2 separate regions of the Rattus norvegicus genome follow, and region 1 is linked to region 2. A link is a contact called in public Hi-C data. All regions are on one chromosome and are shown on one strand. Each heading gives the region's core, a stretch centred on a gene start, on an enhancer-like site or on the middle of the called end of the contact. The rest is flanking DNA. Distances are from core to core; before and after follow the strand shown. Region 1 holds the start of Nkx2-3 (NK2 homeobox 3). Region 2 overlaps Got1 (glutamic-oxaloacetic transaminase 1).

Region 1 (7,499 bases), core at 3,323-5,822, 130 kb after region 2:
TTGACACGTCGCCCATATTTCCTCTCCTTAGAAATCCATAGTCCGGTATTTACTGGCCAGGAAGTTTTCCTGCCCTGAAGCAGCTGGAAAGCCACAGTGCTGTGGCCTCCTTCCAAGACTTTGTTGGTTCATGGACAGCGAGCCTCTCAGAACTGCCCCTGGTCGGGAAGGTGCAGCAAGGTGGAGCAGGAATCGGTGACTCGGATACCCGGTTCTTTGCAGCTTCTCCCACCGCGACTTGGACCTCGGGACCCCAATCTAGTCCCTGTCTATTTCTGGTACCGCTGCAACATCCCACTGGGTGGACGCAGAGGGCGTGGCCCACAGACGCCAGAACCAATTGGGAAGGACGCCAGGATGCCGACCCCGCCCATCGACGTGACGCAGGGCCCCGGGACAGAGGCTTCACAGCCCCGGCCCCAGTCCTTGCAGTGGCTGTAACAAAACCCAGACCCCCAGGTCCCGGCCAATGGAGGCGTTTTAGACTGGAGCTGGACCGCGTCTGTCAAAAGCTCGACTCCGCACCACCGTGGAGTCCAGAAGACGAGCTGGAGCCACCGCACTCCCTCCCCGCCCCCGCCGGGATTTATTGAGTATTTGGACTGGACAATTAAGTGGCCCTGATGATGATACCAAGCCCGGTCACCTCCACCCCTTTCTCAGTCAAAGACATTTTGAATCTGGAACAGCAGCGGCACTTCCACGGAGCACACTTGCAGGCGGAATTGGAGCAGCACTTACACTCGGCGCCCTGCATGCTGGCAGCTGCTGAAGGGACGCAGTTTTCTGATGCAGGGGAGGAGGACGAGGAAGAAGAGGGAGAGAAATTGTCCTATTTGAACTCACTAGCGGCCGCCGAGGGCCACGGAGTTTCGGGTCTCTGTCCTCAGAGCTATGTCCATACAGTCCTTCGAGACTCTTGCAGCGGGCCCAAGGAGCAAGAAGAGGAGGTTGTGAGCGAACGGAGCCAAAGTGAGTACAGGGGGAAAGAAACGCGTCCGTACACCTGGGGCACTGGCTCAACGCCCATAAACAACCCATAAACCTTGCCAGCATGGCCACCCGCCCCTTTCACATTCGACTAGGGTCATGCCTACGCCAGGTTCACGGACAGCTCTGCAAAGCACAGGTACCTGAGATGGGGCTGGGGCAGGGGAAAAAAAAACGAGAAGGTGATTCTGAGAACTACTCTTCCCCGGAGCAGGGAGCGGGAGCAGTCCCCGAAGGAAGGAAAGAGATGACTGCGATCCTGCTTCCTTGAGCAATGAGTGACGGGGGCCCAGAGGCAGGGAGTTAACTTCTCCGTGTGTGTGTGTGTGTGTGTGTGTGTGTGTGTGTGTGTGTGTGTTCTTTCGCACACCCCTCTTCTAAAAAAAAAAAAAAAAAAAAAGAGGGTCAGTTGTCTGCCATTTTCTCTGTCTTTCTTCTAATGTGAGGTGAGTTCAGTGAGGCCAGCACAGTCACCCCGGCTCTTCCGAAAAGGCAGTGCAGGCAGATTGTGTTTTGACCGCCCTTTCGGACAAGAAACCTTGATAGACAGCACCTTTCTTCTGAGCTTGCAGCTCTCCCTTCTCACACGCGCAGGACTCGGCGGAGGAGAGGGGGTGGTTGATGTGTGGGAGCGCGATCTATATTAGATGACCACTCCAAGTCACACCCATGAGGTGAAGGCCTCTAAAAAAATATCCCAGTGCTCGCTTTGTGTCTTATGCTGCTGATGGAGTAGAATGGGTAAAGTTTCTAATTTAGTTGGGGATTCTGGCCGCTCAGCAGATCAGAGGTGAGTTAGGTAGGAAAATCGGATAACCGAATCAATCCATAAGAAAATATCCGAAAGGGAGAATCAAACAATCTCTTCTCCAAGTGGAGATTCAATCAGGCTGAGACCAAGATCTTTTCTCTGACAGCTCGCCAGGCCTAACACAGGCATGAACCTGTCTAAATCGGTCCATCCAACTTTTTTTTTCCTCTGTAAGGTAATATACAAATATTGTCACAGACACATTCTCAGTAGTTTTGAGAATTAAAAAAAAATTCTTAAGCTGCACATACGCCTTTCACTTAGATATTAAAATTTTTCTGCAATCAACCCATGCATCCAGGCCGCCTGCCCCCAATACCAACAAGTTTCACACCTTCGGGAGAGCGGAAAGCAAACGAATTTGCAAATATTGTGTTCCTTGATCGCCTGAAAATTGTCATTAGCCCCTGGACCCGCACACTTAATCTCTTTTCTTGCTAATGCTCAAATTTAATAAATACAGTCTAACTATTCCCCACAGAACGAACATGCCTTCTCCCGGTTAGGGGGTCCGCCTGATGCGGGAGCCCTTGGGCACCAGGAACCATAAACTTTCTCCAAATCTAGCATTTACTACGGGGTGTTCTGTGCCTCTAGGGCTTAGGGGTGGTATCCTGGGAACTAGAAAGGCTAATGTCTTGCTTCTTCCTTAGAAAGCTGCCAGTTGAAGAAGTCTCTCGAAGCGGCGGGAGACTGTAAAGCGAGCGAGGACGGCGAGAGGCCGAAGCCTCGCAGCCGCCGGAAGCCCCGGGTGCTCTTCTCGCAAGCTCAGGTCTTTGAGCTGGAGCGCAGGTTCAAGCAGCAGCGGTACCTGTCGGCGCCCGAGCGCGAGCATCTTGCCAGCAGCCTGAAGCTCACGTCCACACAGGTGAAGATCTGGTTCCAGAATCGCAGGTACAAGTGCAAGAGACAGCGACAGGACAAGTCCCTGGAGCTGGGGACCCACGCGCCGCCGCCGCCGCCCCGCCGCGTGGCAGTGCCGGTGCTCGTGCGGGACGGCAAACCGTGCGTCACTCCCAGCGCGCAAGCCTACGGCTCGCCCTACGGCGTGGGTGCCGGCGCCTACTCCTACAACAGCTTCCCCGCCTACGGCTACGGGAACTCGGCGGCCGCAGCCGCTGCAGCAGCAGCAGCCGCAGCCGCAGCCGCGGCTTACAGCGGCAGCTACGGCTGCGCCTACCCGACAGGCGGCGGCGGCGGTGGTGGCGGCGCAGCCTCCGCCGCGACCACCGCAATGCAACCCGCCTGCAGCGCCACCGGCGGCGGATCTTTTGTGAACGTGGGCAACCTGGGAGGCTTCGGCAGCGGCGGCGGCGCGCAACCCTTGCATCAAGGTGCCGCAGCTGGAGCCGCGTGCGCGCAGGGGACCTTGCAGGGCATCAGGGCTTGGTAAGGTCTGGGCAGGACACGCGGCTGGCGTCCTACCGCAAGCTGGGCGCCGCGGGAACGAGACACGAGAAAGGACAGACCCAAGGGCCATGTCCCCTCGTTAAAATAAAATACAGACGTATCGCTCCTTCCAAGGGGCCAGGGTCGCAGCACACTCCAGGCCTGGGAAAGGGCTCAGCGGAGAAAAGATGCCCTGGTCCAGTCGTCGTCAAGACTGTTTGAGACAGAAACACCGGCCGGGCGCCAGGGAGCAGGTGGCCTCCCCACCCTGGCTCTGTGGGGAGTGCGGGAGGCTGTCGCTTGCTCTCCGGAGGAGGAGGGGGTGCTTTTCTCTTGCCTTCCCTTGGCCTTCTCGTAGTGTGGTCAGGGAACCGGACCGAACAGGGAGGCAAAAGGAAAGGAAGAACAATAAAAGGAAAAAAAAGTTGGAGAGAGAGCGTGAAGGAGAGGAAAATGGGGTACTAGCTTGAGAAATCCCACCGATCCGAAGCCCCTCTTGCTCTCCCGGAGCGCCACAACGCAGTGGAGTTTTCGTTTTCCAACTGTTTTCCTTCCGAGACAGACTCCGCCCGGATCCCTGGATTGTCAGGGGACTCTTCTTGGAGACCACCACCGCAGTGAGATCGAAAGTTGGGGGGAAGGGAGGCAGCTGAGCAAATCCAAGACCTGAAGGCCCAACCTAGGCTGTCGCCAGGTTGGTTTCCTTTCTGTTTTGTATTCTGTATTCCGCACATTATCTCTATATACTATAACCACACGCCGTGTACACATCCGCTGTCACACACTACAGGAGTCAATAAAGAAGGTGCAATATTTCTGAGCTGTTTGGCTTGCTGCAAGACTTGTTTAGCCCCAAAGACTGGAGAGGGCCCCCCTTAAAGGGAATGGGAAGTGAGGGGAAGTACCCTGGCCATCTCTGCCTGGTGCCCCTTAGCCAGGCCCCTGGCTGCAAGTTTGGTCTCTTCTTTAGCTTTGTTTGTTAATTTCTTTTTAGTGTTGTGAGCCGAACAGGATGGAGGAAGGCTCTGGGTCTCCTGAGGTCGGGAACTTTGTAATCCCCCATACCAGCCCACCCCCGCTACATTTTACCCAGATGCACAGACTTGGTGCGGGGACCCGCCTTGGTCAAGCTGGGACTCTGCCCCACCTCCAGGGTCTCCGAGGAAGAAGTTGGCCTTCAGGCTCAGCCTTGGGCGGCTCCTCCCTTGGCCGCCACCCGGCCTTGGAGCTCGCCCGGGGGCGCTGCACTGCGCCGCGCCCCGCCGCGGCTGAGCTCTCCCCCTCGGCCGCCCTCCCTTCTCCCCCGGCGGCCGCGGCTTTATGCGGCTCCTTGTCACTTGCGGAGAATGCCTGTGCGAGGCCAGTGCTGCCACACGGCCGATTGTGAGCGTGCCAAGGCGGGTGAATGGGGAGGCCTCAGAGCGCCGCGCCATTGTGGGGCCGGCCCCGGCTGAAAGGCGGCTCCGGGCCGGGAAGGTGCGGAAAGAATGGCTTTTTATTGGAGTCCCGAACAAAAGGTGTGGTAGGAAGGCGAGGTCCCCTGCGCGAACAAAAACCCCAGCGCGTCGGATTGACGTCCCCCCCCCCCCCCGAGCTCCCCGTTGCTTCTCAGAGCGGGGGCTTTGTGCAGCAGTCTGCTCAACAGAGGGACGGAGAAATGCGCGGGGGGTTTTGTTCCCCGCATTTTTTTGTGTGTGGGGGAAGGGGTGGCCGGGGGGCCGGGGGCTGGGCGGGCAGCAGGGAGGGGCGCGCTGATTAGGCCGGGAGGGCCAGGGCGCTGAGAGGTTCAGCGGGAGTCGGCCGCCTGAATGCAGGGTCATTATTGCTACAAGTTTAGCAATTTCGCCGGTGCTGGAGGGGGTGGGGGCTGTTGGGTTGCTGAGGGGCTGCTAGGCTAGGGAGCTAGAGAGGGACTGCAAGAAAAAAAAAAAGAGGAGGAGAAAGGCAGGAAGGCAGGTTGGTCAGCAGGCAGGCAGGCTGGCAGGCAAGACAGTGTCCCCAAACCCTCTGACCGCCCAGGACGTCTGCCCTTGGGGATTCCAAAGAGCCTAGCCCGAATCTGTGGAAGTCGGAGGGAGGAGGGAGACCAGCCTCCTCTTTGCTCTCTGGTAGCTGAAGAGTCCCAGAGCTCGGCTTGAGTTAGTGCACAAGACTTCTGCACCCCCAGTTCGTTTAATCTTAACTTGCGGTGAGCTGAAGCCCCTCCTCCAGCCACTCCATAATCACTGGGGATGGGGTGGGGGGTGGCCCAAGCCACTCTTACCCTGCCCTGAGTTCCTGAAGCTGATGGCTGGAGAAGGTGTTCTCAGTTTCTCACTAGCTGGAAGATTCAGTCATTCAACGGTATACACCTAGAACCGATTTACTCTCACCGCCTTAGACGCTAGGAGTGGATGTAGTGGGAAACCACGGTCGGTCCAGAGATTCCTGGAATTCATTTTGTGTATGGAAGTGGGCTGGTGGGCTTGTGACAAAAAAAAACAAACAAATAAATGTGTTAATTGTTTTAATAGCGGATAGACTTAAAGTGTACATAGAGTAAAATACTAAAAATTGAAGTCCTTTGAGATAAGAGTCAGAGAAAGGCATTTAAGTTGATACCAGACTGGGAAAACTAAAGAAGTCAACCTTCTCTCTCAGACCTCAGACCTCTGCAGTGCCGTGTTGCCCCCTTATCTGGGACGTCTTTTAAAAAAAGATTTATTTATTTATGTGTGTGTGGTGTGTGTGTGTTCTCTATTTGCACATATGCTTGCATGACAGAAGAGGGTATCATCAGATCCCATTACAGATGTGTGTGAGCCACCATGTGGGTGCTGGGAATTGAACTCAGGACCTCTGAAAGAACAGCCAGTGCTCTTAACCCCTGAGCCATCTCTCCAGCACTCTCTGGGACATCTTCTATTCCCATCTTTCTGGTAAATTCCGGCTTCAAGGCCACACTTCTTTCCTGAACCCCTCAAATGGAGGTGATCATACCCTAATCCATGCCTCCAGAGTCTTAGGTACTTTCCAGTATTGTAATGTTATGTGGAGTGAAGAAGATTTATTTGTCTCCCTCCTTCAGTGAAGTAAGGTCATGGAGGCCCAAGCTAGCATCACTGATGTAGAAATTATAGTAAGATTCATGGGCTATGAGAGGGCTATGCATAGACTCCTTCACCAACTCTTTTTTGGGTGCTCCACAGCCATGCAGGTGGCCCTGGGGGTGTCAAGCTGTGTCTTTAGTATTGTCTGTAAGGGAAATGCAGAGGGGGCCTCTTGGCTTACCCTTGCTAGGGCAGGGCACGTGGCAGCTCATCTCAAAACACTGGTACCCAGTTCTGCCTTCTGTCCTCTAAGGCACCGTGCTGCCAGGGAACTCTCTGCCCTTAGACATCACACTTCTCCCTACAGCTCAGGGTAGGCAAGGAACCTTGGTGATGACTTTGACATCACACAGAGGGTGGGGGAGGATTTGAAAATAAGGAAGCGGGGTTTGGAAAGTAATGGGATTCCTCCACACTTACTGGGTGAGGATAGTGATATGTGAGTCAGGCTCAGCCTGCTCCACCCCAGGACGGAGCCTGCACTGGAGGAACTGAGGTCCCTAGGAGCAATAGCCCTGGCTCTCTTGGGGTTTCCTAGGTAGCTGCTCCCCCTCCCAAGACACCGTCTGGCATCCTGCTGGGCTGCAGATTCTCAATGCTCCCAGCACCAGATCCTCACCTTCTTGGGCTGCTTCCTCCTGTCCGGGTGAGTCTCCCCTGAGTCTGCATCCTTAGGTTCCAAGAGGAATGCAACCCCCAAAGAGGAAGCACAGCTGGGCCCGTGTGCTGACTTCCTTGTGGTTTGCGTGTCTTAAGATACTTAAAGCTAGCCTGGACCAGCCCTTCCAGCCCCCTGTCCCACTCTGGGAGCCTGTATACTCCAAAAATAAATAGCTCCCACTACTTCGTTAAAGGATTTCCGTCATTGCTGGGGTTCCAGAGCCAGGAACATCAGAGTGAAAAATCTTTGACCAGTTCAGCGTCATTTAACACCCCCACACACACACACACACCAGGGGTGGGGTGAGGAGATCTTTCTAAAACAGCTGCTCTATAAGATTGTCCTGCAAGCCTAGAGGAATCCCACCCAGTGCACCCCCTCCAGCCTTCTCACTACCCAAGAGCCCTTAAGCCGTCTCTCTGGGGCTCTACTGTCCCTCGCTAAGTTAGAGAGAAGGATAAATGGTCATTTCTAGCTGGCTTCTGGCTGGGTGGGCAGGATCCCTAAATCTGTGTATAAATACCCCACAGTGACTTATGCCACCCTGGGGCTTAGGAGG
Region 2 (7,230 bases), core at 63-2,562:
GCAGGAAAGAGAGCAGTGGGCCAAAGGCTCCATTTGCAGTGAAAGCTAGCTTGGAGATGGACCAGCCGGCAGCTGACAAGCTGCGGAACAAGACCGTTACTGGGCTAAACCGGAACAATTTAAGATTCATTCCTTAACCCCGCAACAACTGTTTCCTCTGGGCTATACTTATCATATCTAATAAGGACCCATCGGCTCATTTCTCAAATCTCCCCCTCAAAGGCATTGATCTGCCTGAGACTTTAGATAACTTGCTTGAGGTTGTCCTGCCACCTCTCAGGGGCGTGTCTGAGTGTGGCCCCCAACATCCTGAGTTGAAGTTTCCTGTTTGCCCACCTCTGAAGTCTACCATGCACCCATGTCTGAGAGGTCGTGCAGGGTCCCCCAAACATCCAGAGCCCCAGACACAGTACAGGACATGCTAACCAAGATATATGAACACACAAGGTCAAATTCCCACTTCATTTTTTTCCTTTAAAATACTAAAAAGCATTTTCAGCATGTTGGTACTGGCATTGAGACTTAAAGCTGTTTCCTTAATTTAAATAGTTTTGGCACTTCCCCTAGAGAGAGATTCTCTTTCCCTGAACAAGAAAAATACGCCCTACTGAGTTTACTGGGAAGGACATTTTGGAGGGCCACATGGATCAAAATTATTTTTTTAATGTATTCATGTGTATGCCTTAGCATATGTAGGTACGCCCTGGAAGCTAGAAGAGGGTGTCAGATCCCCTTGAACTGCAATTCCTGGCAGTTATGAGAGGTCATGTGGGTGCTGGAAAGGAAACCCCAGTCCTGGGAAAGAGCAACAAGGAATCTTAACTGCCGAGCCATCGTGCCTGCCAAATCAAACCTCAACCAAGTCTGTCCCCAACAGAGGTACTGTGTCTGATGGCTTAGGTCACACCAAGGGAGAATGCAAGAAACTCATGCTGGGATGGCAACATCTTAAAGTTGAAGGAACAAAGGTTGATGAAGGATACAAAAGGAAACAAGTGACAAGCTTACATCTAATAACCTTTACTTCACCCACACCCACCAGCCTTGGGCACCTTCCAGACAGAAGGAATGAGGGCGGAGAGCTTTGTACAAGAAAGCCAGACCAGGGGTAACACTGTTGCTCTCAAGAGGCAGGAAGGCCGCCTGTTCGGTACCAACAGACTGATTCAAAGAAAGGAATAAGGAACGACAAAAGCAAACCAAATTCTGGATCAAGGTCCAAGATCTTTTTTTAACTAAAAGGCACTACTGACAGAACAGGGTGCCTTAGTAAACTTGGGAGGAATTCCTCACCACACCCAGAGGAAAGAGGGTGAGTCAGGGACGACAGGAAGCAGGCTGATTCACTGGGGGAGCCAGGCTGGACCTGGTGACTTCTGGAGCCCATCATCTTTAAAACTTTAGGATTTTATACCACACGGGAGTCCTGGGAAATCTGAAAAGCCACTCTTAAATATTTTGAAGTATTCTGAAACATTTAAAAGTGGTTACTCTGTTGCTTAAAATAAAGCACAACCCTACCAATTTTTCCACAACCACCATTCACAGAGTTCAGGGACTCCGGAAATTGTGGTGTGTTTAAGCAGCTGTAATTTTTCCAATTCGCTAGGGACATAACAGTTCCAGTAGTTACGGGAAGAGCTGGTATTCTAGAGTCCCTCTAAATGATATCATCCCAGTTTCTTAAGAAAAATAAGAAAATGGCGGGCATCTGAATGATAAACGTGCAAAAGCAGCATGGACTTACAGCCGAGATCCCACTGGAACTTTCGATTTCGAAAACACATTTTGTTTTGTTTTGTTTTGTTTTTCTACCTTTTGCCATTAGCAAATCCCTCTAAAGACTTCTTTCTAAATTGTGGGTCACAACTCATTAATGGATCACAAACTCAATTAATTCCCTTTGTCTTGATCAGCATTTTTATTTTTTTAAATGAAACAGAACACGACAGAAGAGACTAAGAAAATGTCACAATGTGCCACGTATCACAAGAGCAAATACCGTTTAGCGGAACTTTCATCTCAGTTAAATATGTAAATCCACTTGTGTGTCATGATATAAATACTGGCCACAGTGGCCTTAAAAAACTAATGTTCCAAGACCAGGGTCACAACCATGCGGAAAGATCAGGGGGCCGAGAGACAGAGACGATGGAAATGGTGAGTTTTAATGCCAACATCCACAGTCACAGCTGGCTCCTCAGACAACTTGATTTTGGGGACAGGACTCTGTACAGACTCAAGCAACGTGCAGAAGCCCACGGCTTCGTGGGCAACACTCCTGCAGAATACTACAGAGGAAGGCAAGGTGATTACATCTCATATCAAAGGGTTTTTTATTCTTAAATAACTTTAATCTGCTCTGGTTTCCAAAAGGCCCTAACCCCAGTCATCCCCCCACCCGACCCAGGTTCATTTCAAGAAATGTCTTCTCTTGTGGGGCCAGCTAAACAGCGGCTGCCTCCCCATGGTGGTCATCTCTAATAAACAACATGTACGGCTAGGTTTGCGCAGGCAGGAAAGCTGTGACAGGAACTGCTTTGGTGGTATGAACTACTCGGTGTTTCTTCACTGGAATTTGGTGACAGCTTCATTGATGGAGGTAGCCACGTAATCTAGGTTCTTGGTGGTCAAGCCGCACATGTTGATCCGACCGCTCGGCATCAGATAGATGTGCTTCTCGTTGACCAAATACTCGACCTGCTTGGCTGTAGAGAAGACAGGAGAGTAGACACTGACTTAAGCAGTGGATCCTTCTTCTCCCTAACACAGACGAGCTAAACCAAAGGAGCTTCTTTGTCCTTTCGTGCAATCAACAAACAGAAAACTACTCACGAGATCCCACAAAGACTTCCCCCGTAATTCATGTTCAGTTCTCAGGGCGTTCACAATATCACTACAGCAGAAGGGGAAAGCTTTGACTCCCGGATGACCTCCCAGTCAGACTTTGCATATTAGATACCCCTCTCAACTGAGAACGACCATCAGACACAAGGGCAGTACCCTGATCGGAAAACTGGTTACTCCACACCGGCTTTGGGTCTCCCCCAGTTTGGCTGCGTAGTCCTGAACATCCAACAAGCTCGGTCTCCAGCATTTCATTCCACAGTACATCAGACAGGAGCTCATCCCAAAGTTCAGATAACCAACATGGAGGTGAACCAACAGGCTGAGACACTACCCAGGCCCTGTGACCTAGGACCATCAGATCCTACCCTCTGGACCATTCACTCCTCAGCCTCCCTGGAGGCAGCAGGGATTCCATGTTTGCAGAAAAAAAACCCACATACGAAAGCAGAAGGGGACAGACACCGCACTCCTTCAATCACTACCGTGATTGTGTTTCTCTGCAAAACTGTGACAGAATTCTATCATATTGTTTTGCTTAATTAGCACGTCGAAAACAGAGGGTAATAAAATCACACAAAGTGGCGGGCAATGTGGCATGCTGGGGGGCAGTGTTGCAAGCGTGTCGGTTCATGCCCATTTCACAGATGGGCAGAGGGAAAGTTCAACGCTCTCCTCTGCCTGCCTCCTGAGTGCTGAATGAAAAGCTGTGTGCCACCACACCTGGATCCGCATGTTTTCTTAATAAAATGGGGGGGGGCATAGAACAAACACTGTTGTTAAAATACAGTGAATGAAGCTGGTGGTGGTGGTGGTGGTGGTGCGCACCTTTAATCCCAGCACTTGGGAGGCAGAGGCAGGCAGATCTCTGAGTCTCAGTCCAGGCTGATCTACAGAGCAAGTTCCAGGAAGGCCAGGGCTACACAGAGAAACCCTATCTTGGAACTCTCCCCCAATACCCCCAGAAAACGCAAAACCAAAACCAAAATGATGACTGGTGTCAGAGGCATCAGTCTATTCCTACCACTTCTTGCAGAGTTAGGACAAAATCATTTTCCTACTCTGAAGAGTAGAAGAATGCTCTCGTGGGGATCCCCCTTCTGTGAGCTCTTAGAGGCTCACACACCATCCTCGGTCCCATTTTTATTTCCAGCTGCACAAAGATGACTTTTCAACGAACTCTACCCCACAATCGTGAGGACACCTACTGCTAACCAAGCCGCTCGCCACTTTCTGGGGCAGCCTCATTTCAATACAAATCTATAACACAATCTTGATCACATCTTCCTGTTTATCTCCTTTGGTTTGTTCCTCAGCCCATTTCAAGCCAGAACTGACAGCCCTGACATTGTCTGGGGCCCCTAGTGTTTCCCTGACAACAGACAGCAACATGTATCCGCCCCTGGAGCCACCAGGATGACAGGTGAGTGGGTCCTCTGTAGCAGTCTAACAGCAGGTATCCAGCAGGCACTGAGAAACTCCTTAGTAAGAAATGGTTCCTCTATCATAATGGAACTCTGCTGACAGCTGGCCCAAACCAAGCCCACTGGATCTCCAATCAGCTTTTAATCCCAACTACCTACCCAATTTTTAAATTAATGACAAGGAAAGATAACTTTACAACATCTTTTCAAGAGTACTACCTGGAGACTGCAAAAGCCCTGTTAAGTTCGGTCCCTAAGGAATCACATGTAGCATTTACACTAATTAAGGTAAAGCCAGAAGCACTCAATGATTTATGAGAAACTGGTTATAAATTAAAAGATCCCGTTATTTCCAAGCAAGCTCTAAGTTACTTTCTGACCTAAAAAAAAAAAAAAAAAGTAACAAAATCATGGGTCAAAAGGCCAGACCAGGACAATGCTCTTGAGACCAGAGGAGCTGGGGAGATCAGACTGAGAAGACCTAACTTGCTCTGATCCTAAGTGACGTCTGACCGATTGGCAACGGCTGCCTAAAAACTGTTGCACCTGTGTGTGTACATGTGTGTACATGGGGGGAGCCACTTACGGTTCAACCCAGTAAAGCTGAACATTCCAATCTGCTCAGTGATGTGAGACCAAGTCCCGGGAGTCTTGAGAGCTTCTAGTCGCGCCCTGAGTTCGGATCTCATGGTCAGAATCCGGTCAGCCATTGTCTTCACGTTTCCTTTCCTGGGACATGAGCAGTGGTCATCAACACCCATGCATGAAGACAGGGTTCACACACATAGGTTTAAAAGCTGTGATTCAGGCCAGGCGGTGGCGGTGTGTGCCCTTAGCCCCGGCACTCAGGAGGCAGAGACAGGAAGAGCTCTGTGAGCTTGAGGCCAGACTGGTCTGGAGTTCCAGGCTGGCCTGCGACCCACAGCAAGACCCTGTGCCCAAACACACACACAAAAACACCCCGCAATTCAGACTGAAAGCTTATCATGAGCTCACAACCTGTCCATTATGGTACCTGGGTTCCTGGCCAGGTAAATGAACAGCCAGTGACACAGACACAGAGGGGAGTCAGCAGGGACTATACTTAGAAATAAAGCCCAGCTATAATACACTAACACCCTTTCCGGCCTCCCTGGAGTACTGATACCAACAGTATCAGGTACTCCACTGGGCCTAGCTGATCTATTTATCATACACTTAGCCATGACATGAAAGCCATGGTCTTCTCAGATAAAACAAGGTCTTCACTCTTATCTGCATTTCGGATTCCTGTGATTTCAGTTACCTTTGGTTAACCACAGTCGGAAAACATGAAGTGGAAAATTTAAAGTAAAGGTCTCATAAGCTTGAAGTAGCTACTGTCAAAGTCTATACTATGATGGCTCCACTCCATTAGTGGTTACTGTCAGGAGTCTTTTCTACTACGTGCAGTCTATAAGCTAAATTTCATCATCCTGTGTAGACACAGGAAGAGAAGGGAGAGCACCCAAAATGGTCACACTGCCTCGAAGTCGGACGGTCTGCTCATTGGGAATCCCTGACCTCCAGCTTTACAGAAGCTAGACTAGGCTATGGAGGAACTGACATCCACTGCAGGGCTTCTCCACACCTCAGATGCTGCGCCACCCTGCACAGGTGATGTGGGTACCAAAAATAATCGCATCCTGGGGCTGGAGAGATGGCTCAGTGGTTAAGAGCACTGGCTGCTCAACCAGAGGTCCTGAGTTCAATTCTCAGCACCCACATGGTGGCTCACAGCCATCTGTAATGGGATCTGGTGACATTCAGGTATACGTGTACTGGGGCACTTATATATGAAAGCAAGCAAAGAAAGTTTTAAAAAATTGCACCCTGCCTCTCTCGAGATTAAAAGGCAAATGCAGCGGGACAATTCAGCTATGCATCCCTGCCCTCGTCCTTGAGGACTCAAGCCCCTTACCACTCCTTAAAGAGCTCAGGGTTGGAGAGGGTGGTGGCCACGATCCGAGCTCCCTGGGCAGGGGGATTGGACCAGGTGATTCGTACAATCTTCTCCATCTGGGAAAGGACCCGCAGGACGCTGTCATGCTCTTTTCCGACCACGGTCAGATTCCCCACTCTCTCATCTAAGGAGAAGACAGAAACGGGGTCAGCCGCTGACCCGGCGTGGAGGGGCAGGGGGGCAGGGCTGCGACTCTGGAAAGCACTCACTGTAGAGCCCGAAGTTCTTGGAGAAGGACTGGGCACAGAAGAGCTCGAAGCCTTCAGACACAAAATAGCGAATAGCCCAGGCATCTTTCTCTAGGTCTCCAGATGCAAAGCCCTGATAGGCTGAGTCAAAGAAGGGGAACAGAAAACGGCGCTGCGAGGAAGGAAAGCGAGTCAGGGTAGGACGTCCTCCTCCGGAAGAGGCCTGGGACATGGGCCCTTCCTTCCCACTTGGTGCCTGGAAGGAATTTCTACACAAAACCTTGAGGGTTTTTTTTTGTTTGTTTGTTTGTTTATATGCATTCATTTATCTGCCCGCCACTCTGCATCTAAGTCTGTTTTGCGGAGCAGAAACACTGGGTTTGTAATCCCTCCTTAACTGGGTGCTGTACCCCAGGGTCAAGATGCGGCTTTGGCAACCAGTCCTTTCTGAAGCTTAGTGCTGCTGTTATATCATGGATCCTTCTTCAGGAATTAAGCTAATTAATGAGGTCTGGCAACCCAGGGTCCTCCTGTCAGTGCTACCTTCCCAGCTTCTCAGGAGGAAGCAGGCTCTCCATTCTAATCACCCTCAGACTGTAAGGACAAACCTCTTCCCTCTCCTGAACTGTCCTGGTGGGAGTGCCTTCACTCCCACCCGGGCAACACCTAACTTCTCTCCCAGCTGACTCAGCCAGCTTCCCTCAGATCAATTCCACATCACATTACCTTCCCCACTCCCAGAACTCAAGGGAGTAATGAGAATGTCCTTCAGTTCCTTAAATGGTCATAC

The links. A called contact is a pair of places that touch in the nucleus more often than the background predicts.
Region 1: a contact with region 2 is called in a Hi-C map of the A7r5 cell line, with 2.4 times the contacts expected there. The contact joins two enhancer-like sites. A contact is called at or near these places in 2 of 12 Hi-C or Micro-C datasets (the A7r5 cell line and Schwann cells).

The regions. Positions count from the first base shown.
Region 1 is chr1:252,426,734-252,434,232 of GRCr8, forward strand. It overlaps Nkx2-3 (NK2 homeobox 3), which reads left to right and starts at 623. Exons shown (of 2, transcript NM_001107594.1): 1 at 623-972; 2 at 2,455-3,576. The coding sequence starts at 624. The coding sequence ends at 3,194. Within about 2 kb of position 4,573, at least 6 of the 93 cell types and tissues checked have an H3K27ac peak or open chromatin away from gene starts, as enhancers often do. A contact at or near this core is called in the A7r5 cell line, where this site is marked.
Region 2 is chr1:252,304,644-252,311,873 of GRCr8, forward strand. It overlaps Got1 (glutamic-oxaloacetic transaminase 1), which reads right to left. Exons shown (of 9, transcript NM_012571.2): 6 at 6,462-6,612; 7 at 6,211-6,376; 8 at 4,858-5,000; 9 at 1,898-2,708. The coding sequence ends at 2,569. Among named protein-coding and RNA genes, the nearest start is that of Got1, 22 kb to the right of the region's middle. Within about 2 kb of position 1,313, at least 12 of the 93 cell types and tissues checked have an H3K27ac peak or open chromatin away from gene starts, as enhancers often do. A contact at or near this core is called in the A7r5 cell line, where this site is marked.